3 separate regions of the Sus scrofa genome follow, and all the other regions are linked to region 2. The links are chromatin contacts, called in public HiChIP or PLAC-seq maps. All regions are on one chromosome and are shown on one strand. The core of a region is the stretch at or near the end of the contact, and the rest is flanking DNA. Distances in the headings are between cores, read along the strand shown. Region 1 overlaps RUNX1 (runt related transcription factor 1). Region 2 overlaps LOC106505851 (a long non-coding RNA gene). Region 3 has its middle 440 kb from the start of RUNX1.

Region 1 (3,271 bases), core at 757-3,256, 260 kb after region 2:
AGTGTGTAAAAATAAAACTGCTTGGATGTGTTGAATTCATATCTTGCAACTTTGCCTAAACCATTTATTAGATTTAACAGTGATTTGGGGGATTCTTCAGGGTTTTCTGTATATACGATCATGTCATCTATGGGCAGAGATAATTTTATGTCTTCCTTTCCAATTTGGATGACTTTATTTATTTTTCTTGCCTAATTGCTCTGGCTAGAATTTCTAGTACTATGTTACATAGAAATGGCAAAAGTGAGATTCCTTATATTTTCTTGATTGTAGGGGAAAAGCTCTCAGTTTTACACTATTGAGAACGTGTATGGCTTTTATCATGTTGAAGAAGTTCCCTGCTATTCCTAGTTTACAGAGTATTTGTCTGGAGGTGATAAAACAGTTTTGGTAATAGGTAATGATAATGGTTACATAACCACCACTGTAAATATAATACATGCCATGGGATTGTTTGTTTAAAAACAATTAAAAATGGGAGTTCCCATTGTGGCTCAGCAGGTTAGGAACCCAATTAGTATCCACAAGGATGCAGGTTCAATCTGGCATTGCTGTGGCTGTGGCATAGGTTGGTTGCTGCAGCTCCAATTTGACCCCTAGCCTAGGAACTTCCATATGCTGCAGGTGCAGCCCCTAAAAGAAAAAAAATAGTTAAAATGAGAAATTCCATTTTACGTATTTTTTGCAGCTCAAAAAAGTAATGTAATATACCAAAAAAATGAATTTTCTATTTTAATTAGGTGAATTTTACATGCATTATGTCTCCAAAAAAATTTTTAAACCTTAAAAAGAGTTAAATAGGTGAATATTGCAAATGGAGGCAAGAAATGAAGTTCACTCATGGGAACAGTGAAGTCATGGTTTTAAAGATTAAAAACAACATTCTTGGATAACATGTTGGATGGAGGGCATGAGCAAAAGAAAAGAGGCGTGAGAGAATCAAATGTTCTTTAGCGTAAGCAACCTGGAAACTGCAGTTGTTGTAGAAGCAAAGAGGAACATGGGAGAGAGAGATCTATATCTTGTGTCTATATATATCTCTACATCAATATAAATTTGAAGGAAAAGATCAAAAGTTTAGGAGATAACAAAGAATTTGAAAATACTGAGTAGTTATTGCTAATTATACCAGTGCAGAGAGCAAGAACCACGTGACCCTGGCAACACTCATGAAATAACTATCTTTGTTCCCCACGGAACCTTCCACACAGTAGGTATATGGTAAATGTTTGCTGTTTGATTGTTAGACACTAGTTTCCAGTGAAAATCATGGGATCATCTTCCCTGCAGATTTGAAAAGGTCAGTAGTCTTGAGTTTCCTTTTTTTGGATGGAGTGTGGCTCTACCCTGAGGTAAAGATCACTTAGATGCCTTTCAACCTAGTATTTTGAGATGTTTCAGTGTCTTAGACATTAAGACCTAACTCTGTAGATCATTTGCTTTCATTTGGATTTCAGTTAAAGAATCATTTGTGTAAGAGTCAAGTGTAAGTATGGCTCCAACAGCTTTGGGGAGAAGCTTATCCCATTTCACCCAATGAAGATGAAGACACTGAACTAGAATAGAACAAGGTGGAAAATGTCACTTAGTGTTAGGCTACCAGCTTCCTCTTTCTGTTGAAGGATATTAGTGTTGAATTCCTGAGACAAACCTAGTCTTACAGGAAGGTCACATTTTTTAAAGGAGACATTTTCATCAGGATCTTCATGGTTTTTTGCTTCATGGAAGAGAAGACCCAGGAGAGAGAGGAAGGAGCTAGGTCATCTACTCATTTCCACGTGCTTCCTATGGGGTGAGGGCCTAACCACGTGTGGTCACACAACCCAGTACTGAAGCAGCCGACCCCTTTCATCTTGGTCCCCACATGGCAAACACTCGCTGGCCTGTGTGTTTTTAATACGACTCTCTCTTCCAGGGAGTTTGAAACACACGTGTTCCTTTTAACTCTCACCAGCCCCTGAGATCTGCCAGCCAGAAAGACTATTCTGGAAGGAGTTTGGAAAGGTTGCGGGGAAGCTGTTTTGCAACTGCTCAAGACTCAGGAAGCTCAGGTCTCTCCAGGTTATACCCCTCACCACTCACACTCACATGGCAGAGCTCAAAGGCCTTGCTGTATCTTGGTTTTGTTGCCCATAAAACACAGATAGTAACACTTGCAAAGCAGACACTAAATGGAATGCATTTTGTGATCTTTGGAGAAAAGACCGCCTGTTAACATGTGCTGACAGTGTGCTATTCTGGGGCAGGCCTGGAGCCACGGCCCCACATTGCCACCAGAGTCGTTTCTGGAACCGGCGCCAAGAGCAGCCTGAGGCCTCCAGCCTCCAAGCTCAGTCTCTGGGTCCAGCTGGCAGGATATTAAGGGCTGATCTGCCCAGCTGTTTATGCCCTGCTCACCCAGAGGCCTGAAGTCAAACCCCCCAGTGCTGGATAGTCACTGCAAGTCACCAATTCCACCTTACCCTAGACCTCCTTACTGCCATGTCCCTGCCTCCGGTCAGGTCTATAAAACATCCTATTTGTAGGGCAGAGCAGTAAGGGCTGGATCCTTTAAAGGGAAGGGCTTTATTTTGGAACAGAGATTCCCTGATTATGCTTCATGGGTGGACATTTAGTGGGATAAGAGGGCTTGTGGTTTGTTTTGGTCTTGAGAAGCAAGAAGTTGATGAGATGCGTGTTGGATTGATGAGGAGCTGGCTCCTTCCCTGCTCTGCAAAGTTGAGGTTCATGGTGCCCAAACCCGAAGAAAGATCCTCTGGGGAGGAAGACAGATGGTGGAGGGAGAGGGGCGTTGCCAGGAACCACTGCGGTTATCTCTGCAAGTCACACAGTGGTCTCTGGACATTGTGTGGTCCTGCCTAGGAAGGACCTCGGGAAATGAAGCTGATCTCGGTGGCCTCTGCTCAGGGCCCCTTTTCCTAAGCTCCTTTCTTCTCCCCCCCACCATCCCCTCTCCCAGCCCGTCTTGCTTCCCTAAATATTTTCTAGAGAGGAAATCAGGGCAGCAAAGATATTAATTTTAAGGCACTTAACCCTTTCCTGATGGACTCAAAATTTCAAAGAGGAATATAGAAGGAGGGGCACCGCTGACACCAAAGCATAAATCTTGAGTGGCAGATGTTCAGGTAATGTCACCAGGGCAAGACAAGGCAGGTGGAGAGGAAGATAAGATGGAGAGAAAGATGCTGCTGGGCAGATGATCACTCACTCACTGCTGGGCCATAGTGTGAGGCTGGCCCTGACCTTTCCAGCTGTCCTTGCAAACCCCCTT
Region 2 (2,927 bases), core at 308-2,807:
GATGTCACTTATACCTGGAATCTAATATATGGCACAAATGAACTTTTCCACAGAAAAGAAAATCATGGACATGGGGAACAGACTTCTGGTTGCCAAGGGAATGGGATGGACTGGGAATTTGGAGTTAATATATGTAAATTATTGGAGTGGATAAGCAATGAGATCCTGCTGTATAGCACTGGGAACTATAGCTAGTCACTTATGATGGCACACGATAATGTGAGAAAAAGGAATGGCTAGTCACTTATGATGGAGCATGATAATGTGAGAAAAAGGAATGTATATGTGTATATGTGACTGGGTCACCTTGCTGGACAGAAGAAAATTTAAAAAACCCTGTAAACCAGGTATAATGGAAAAAAAATAAAAATCATTAAATAAAAAAATAAAGTTATCAAAATGCTAAAAAAAAAAAATGAAAGCACCCTTTTAACCCTATTAATCAATTTTATAACTCTTAGTAAGTCCCGGAGACCTGACTGATGTTTGTTCACTTCCCACAAAATAGTAGATAAATGTCCACAAGAGAACAAGTATTCTGTCACTTCCTCAGTGTCTCTGGTAATATAAGAGTTTTTAAAAAATGTTCATGTGTGTTTGCACACACAACAATGCACATATAAATCAAAGACGTCCCCTGAAATAAAATGCTGAGGTCATGTGAGCATATTTCAGCCTTTAACTTAGACACTTAGGCTGCATGCCCAGCTATGACAGAGTCCATGTTTATAAAGTTAATTTAATTTCAGTTGTTAGTATCAGTTACCATCATCCCAGATTTAAAACCACCAGCCCAGAGACTTGCTCTGAGTTCTTGCAGCCCCTGGTAGCTCTACCAGGCATCTGGCACTTTTACGCAAACTCCCTCATATTGTTCCTGGACCATCTATTTCAACAGGCCTTTTCTCTTCATTTTATTACAAATTCTTGAATCCAAGGATCATGTCTGATATTTCTCAGAATCCTCGTTAATGTCTAGTCCAGAAGCCTGTTCTAGCAAATGCTCCAAAAAAAGTTGTTGATTGATTCAAAATGGATTTTCAATTTTATGAAAAATATTTTTAGAGTAAAGGAAATATTCACTTTTGCGTTTGGAAAATAAGATGAATATGGCTAAAAAAAAAGTGGAAATGGGGTGACATGTTATGGGTTGCAAATTTCCACATCAACGCATAACTTCAATATAAAATCCCAACCCAACTTCATGAATAAAATAATGAGACAAAATAGGGAGATGTGACAAACTGAGTTTAGTATTCTCACTTCTTCAAAAAGTTTTTCCACCATAATCAATGGAAAAAAACAGAGTTGTCAGTCTTTTTTGAGAGGAGGAGGCATGTGTGTTTTCTCTCTCCCCCCTCCCCTCCTCCCTCCTTCCCTCTTGTCCCTTCTGAAACTGAGTCAGACCAGCCATATTTCCAGTTAGAAGTTGGCACTGGAGCCCAGCAGCTGTTCAGAAATGTCCAAGTGGACAGCAAATGGCGTTGATGGAGTTAACGGCAGTGACTCACTTGGGACATTCACAGCAGGTCAGCTGAAACCATCCCTTGCTGTGAAGAGAATTCAGTCCCATTGGGCAAAAGCCCAAGAAAATGAGCTGAGGATGATAACAGCATAGTGCCTCTCAGTTGCCACTGGTTGCTTTTCTGTTCTCAGTTTTCACAATTTTTTTAGAGATGGATTTTTTTTTTTTTCTAACGCAATCAAGAACAGTGATGGGAAGAACAGGCTGAGCAGCTGTTGACTTTTTGAAATCACAGAGGGGAGGTTTGGTATCTGGAAATGCTCAACACAACTTGCCTTGCAAGCTTTGACGATGACTTTCACATATAAAATTATGGGTCAGAAGCAGGAAGCTGAGGACTCTTTATGCCAGTAAATCTAGCTTTGGCCAATGTAAGATTTAGGGGATTTCAGAAAGAGTTCATTCATGTAGAAACACTTTTCTACAAAATATTATGATAGTTTTAAATGTACTGAACTGAGCAACAATAAAAACAAACCAAAAAACATACGAGAAATCAGGCATGTTCATATTTTGTGAGCTTATACTTTTTCCTTAACACAGGAGGAAATATATAAAAATATGTTAAAGCTCTTGGGTGTTTTTGCATTATAAAATATGGCATGATTACCTATAATGGAAAATAACCTGAAAAAGAACATATATATTTATTTTAATATATTTATATCTATCTATATACCTGAATCATTTTGCTGTACACTTGAAACTAACACAACCTTGTAAATTAACTGTATTTCAATAAAAACTACAAAAATGATATGAAAGAATAATAAAGACATATTTAGAGAAAAAAAACCATGATCACTTGAAATATCACAATCTTTACACAAGACCTATTTCTATTTTTGTTTTTTTCCAAATTATTTTCTAAAAACTCTATTAAGACAGATATCTTAGATTTGTTCTTTACAGGTAGAAATTTAACAAATGAGGAATAATAATTCCTGATATTAAGGGTCACTAGACATAAAGTTCATTTCCCTAAAATTCTGGCATGAGATCATAGTTTCCACATTTAGATGAGAGCTTGCTTCCATTGCACTTATTTGGTAGAAAAATCTGATTTGGCTATTTGAATGCACTATTATGAAGTTCCTCTTTGTGACTGAACCCCAAAGCTGATTCTGATAGTTTCAGACCAGGCTGAAAACAGAATTAAAAAATGAATTAATTTTCTTTCCTGAGAATAAAATATTTTCACTGAGTAGACTTCAGTAAAATAAATGACAATCAAATGGTATAGCTTGGTAGGTACTTTAATGGATTAAACAATTTTAAAGTGAATAGTTTGAAATGAATTCAGCAGTTTTTTTCAGCTAAGGTCCTTTGAGAATACATATTCTAAGTTCAAAGGAGAATAATTGTTCTTTCTGTATTTTTAGAGAGGACTATGGGTGTGGTG
Region 3 (3,269 bases), core at 282-2,781, 240 kb before region 2:
TATGGGTCTTGTGGGTCCCTCAGCCCTGGGTTTCCAACCCTCAGAGTCAGGAGGATGGCTAGACAAAGTAATGGCACTTCTCTCTCCCACTGACTGAGATTAAATGAAAGCAAGAGATTATGAAGCAATATTTGTGATTTTCTTTGTAATGAAATTCAGAGCATTTCTAAAGGTTCTATACTTCAGTATTTGCTCTGGGCAAAAAGAATAACCAAAAATAATAATGATACTACTACTACTAATTTGGAAGACGTCTTGGCGAGAATCTTGGCACGGCTGTGTGTGTGGCTGCTGGGTTTGCTGCAAAGATTCTATCGGAAACCTGCAGACAGTGGTTTGCCCCCAAAGAAGCCTTGTTGTGACTTACACAAAGAGCGGAGGCTTATTTTTCAATTCAGGGGAATTTTTCCAGGTTAAAAAAAAAAAAAAGAAGGTAAGCATATTTTAACTCTGCCTGATACAAAGGATAGGCTTCTTTTGACATTTATAACCTAAAAAAAAACAAACACAATTTTCAATTTATCATAAACTTAAAGGGAAATATTAGGCCATCTCTTTTGTAAGAGGCAACAAACAAAACAAAACAAAAACAAACAAAAAACAACCAACCAAACCTGAAAGGCCCAGTCAGAGTTTTGTCTCTTAATTTACATGCATTTTCTTCAGCAGAAACCACCTACAGATCCTAACCCAGGTACAAGGTTTCTAGAGCCAACATACCCTGCAGAGAGGTACTGGTCTTGAGTTAACATCTTAAATGGGCAGTGTCACCCATCTGCCTTGGAAGAAGCTTTCCTGATACATGAAACCACATTTTTGTATCAGTTCCCATGAAGACACGCAAACGACTGGAAGCTACATCCCATTTGCTGCAGAGGTTTTGCAATATCTCCTCCGTGGAGGGACTCTGTGGATTCGTGGGAGGGAAATAAAAGGAATGGAAGAAGTGTGGGAAGTTTGTGTTGGGAGAGGCTTGTCTAGCCCGGTAGTGATTAAAATATTATAAATTGTGTTTTGTCTGAGTGGCTCACATGGTTTTCGATGTTATTCCAGTTTAAGGTTGGTTGCTGATGGTGGACGTGGGAGGCAGAGAAGTCAGTGAAGTTCCTAAGATTACAAGGCAAGTGGCCCCCAATCTGGGTGCAGCTTGCCCTCCTTACTCATGAAATGTGCTTTTCCAGGTTGAGCCCAAGACTGTTCAGTGAAGAAGTTTCAGGAGTGGCTGCTTTGGGTGAATGTCAGGGTTTTGGCACTGACTGTGATGCTTTGGCATTGACTCTCTGCTGTGATCATTAACAGTCATGGGTTCAGTCTCTCCTGTTCTATGTGTGTTAACAAGATACAGAGGAAAAATTCACCTTGCTTGTGTTCAGGTTGTGTCCAAAAGGGCTGCAACAGGTCATGTAAACCTCTGGCCCGGGAGGAGTGGAATTTATCAAGAGGTGTTTCTGCAACTCAGAAGCTCTGTGCTTGTGACTGCCCAGCAGGCTGGCAGATGCTGCTGTTTGTCTGTGATGATGAGACCAGCAGCATGTGGTCTGTAATGCAGAGAAAACAGGAAATCCTCCTTCTTACCAAGCAGGCTGTGCAAAAGGGTCTTGCTCTCCTAAGCAATTTCTTTCTTTCTTTCCTTCTCAATCTGCTGCCCCTCCTTCCTCCCCAAGGCTTTAGTTTTGTGACTATAATAAGACCAGTATGGTTTAGATTAACTCTCAAACATTACTGTTCCAAAAAAAGAAGGTAAAATGATAATGGCAATCAAGAAAACATTTTGCAGTCTGGTAGTTTCTTGCAAAGTGAAACAGAGTCTTACCATGTGATCTGGCAATGGTGTTCCTTGGTGTTTACCCAAATGAGCTGAGAAACCTATGTTCACACAGATATTTATAGCAGCTCTATTCATAGTTACCAAAACTTGAAAGCATGTCCTTCAGCAAGTGAATGAATAGAGTGCTATATCCATACAATGGAATAGTATTCAGCAATAAAAATAAATGAAATATAAGCCACAAAAAGACACGGAGGAACCCTACATATGTATTGCTAAGTGAAAGAAACCCCTCTGAAAAGGCTAATACTATATGATTCCAACTCAATGACATTCTTGAGAAGGCAAACTGTTGAAAAAAAGACAAGCAAAATATCAGTGGTTGCCAGAGGTTGAGGGGAGGGAGGGAAGGGTGAGTGAATGGAGCACAAGGGGTTTTTAAGGCAGTGAAACTAATTCTGTATGATACTGTCACGGTGGGCATATAACACCAGACAACTGTCAAAACCCATAAAATATACAGCCCAAAGAATCAACACAAGTGTAACCTATGGACTTTCGTTAATAATAATGTAATATTTTTAGTTGTAACAAACATACCACACACTAATACAAGACGTGAATAAGAGGGGAATATCGTGGTGTGGGAAGGAGTCCATGGGAACGATCTGTACTTTTTGCTCAATTTTTTTGTGAACCTGAAACTGCTCTAAAAGTAGCTATTAATTTAAAAAGAACATTTTGAGAGGTGAAAGGTGGTCAATACAAATAGTCTTTTGCCAGGTGGAATGTGAGCAAGGGGCTCTGGGCCAGGAAGGCTTCTTGGAGGAGGTGCCATTTAAGCTGAGACCTGTACTCGTGGGATGGCAGGGTGTGTGAGGCAAGATCATGAAATCACGAGGCTGGAGCTTAGAGCGAGTGAAGGTGAGAGACTCTACGTGGATCTGGGACAGTAAGTTGGATGTTGAGCATATGGGAGCCTAGAGGACATGGGAAAATTTTCGGTTTTATCCTGAGTTGTAAGCAGGGAGGGCAGCACATTCCCAGACTGTGAGGACCATGTTGCGAGTGGCAGAGGACCTCAGATCTGAACTGGAAGTGGATGAATTCAAGGAGTCCAGGAATTTGAGGAAAACAATATTCCAGTTTGGGGGAAACAGCAGGATTCAGTCCCTGAAAGAATATGGATTTGGGGGGAACTCAGGCTGAGAGGTTTTATCAGAGTCATCTTGTGCTCAGGTGATCCTTATTGCACCTAAGATGCAAAATATGGCTGGATCATTGGTTTTGAATAACTTTTCTATTTTCTTTCTTTTTCTTTTTTTCTGCTTTTTAGGGCCACACCCACGGCCTATGGAGGGTCCCAGGCTAGGAGTCGAATTGGAACTACAAATGCCAGCCTACACCACAGCCACAGCAAGGCAGGATCCGAGCCACATCTGTGACCTAAACCACAGCTCATGGCAATGCTGGATCACTGACCGAGGCCAGGGATCGAACC

What was found. HiChIP or PLAC-seq counts read pairs in DNA pulled down with a chosen protein or histone mark.
Region 1: an H3K27ac HiChIP or PLAC-seq map of skeletal muscle shows a contact between it and region 2. The contact joins two enhancer-like sites. A contact is called at or near these places in 1 of 47 Hi-C or Micro-C datasets (skeletal muscle) and 2 of 2 datasets of contacts at active chromatin or transcription factors (alveolar macrophages and skeletal muscle).
Region 3: a contact with region 2 is called in an H3K27ac HiChIP or PLAC-seq map of alveolar macrophages. The contact joins two enhancer-like sites. A contact is called at or near these places in 1 of 47 Hi-C or Micro-C datasets (heart right ventricle) and 2 of 2 datasets of contacts at active chromatin or transcription factors (alveolar macrophages and skeletal muscle).

Annotation. Positions count from the first base shown.
Region 1 is chr13:198,577,401-198,580,671 of Sscrofa11.1, reverse strand. All of the region lies in intron 1 of RUNX1 (runt related transcription factor 1), which reads left to right. Among named protein-coding and RNA genes, the nearest start is that of RUNX1, 56 kb to the left of the region's middle. Within about 2 kb of position 2,006, at least 6 of the 83 cell types and tissues checked have an H3K27ac peak or open chromatin away from gene starts, as enhancers often do. A contact at or near this core is called in skeletal muscle, where this site is marked.
Region 2 is chr13:198,833,276-198,836,202 of Sscrofa11.1, reverse strand. The region is part of intron 1 of LOC106505851 (a long non-coding RNA gene); the gene reads right to left. Among named protein-coding and RNA genes, the nearest start is that of RUNX1, 200 kb to the right of the region's middle. Within about 2 kb of position 1,557, at least 19 of the 83 cell types and tissues checked have an H3K27ac peak or open chromatin away from gene starts, as enhancers often do. A contact at or near this core is called in alveolar macrophages and skeletal muscle, where this site is marked.
Region 3 is chr13:199,073,518-199,076,786 of Sscrofa11.1, reverse strand. No RefSeq gene overlaps it. Among named protein-coding and RNA genes, the nearest start is that of RUNX1, 440 kb to the right of the region's middle. Within about 2 kb of position 1,531, at least 20 of the 83 cell types and tissues checked have an H3K27ac peak or open chromatin away from gene starts, as enhancers often do. A contact at or near this core is called in alveolar macrophages and skeletal muscle, where this site is marked.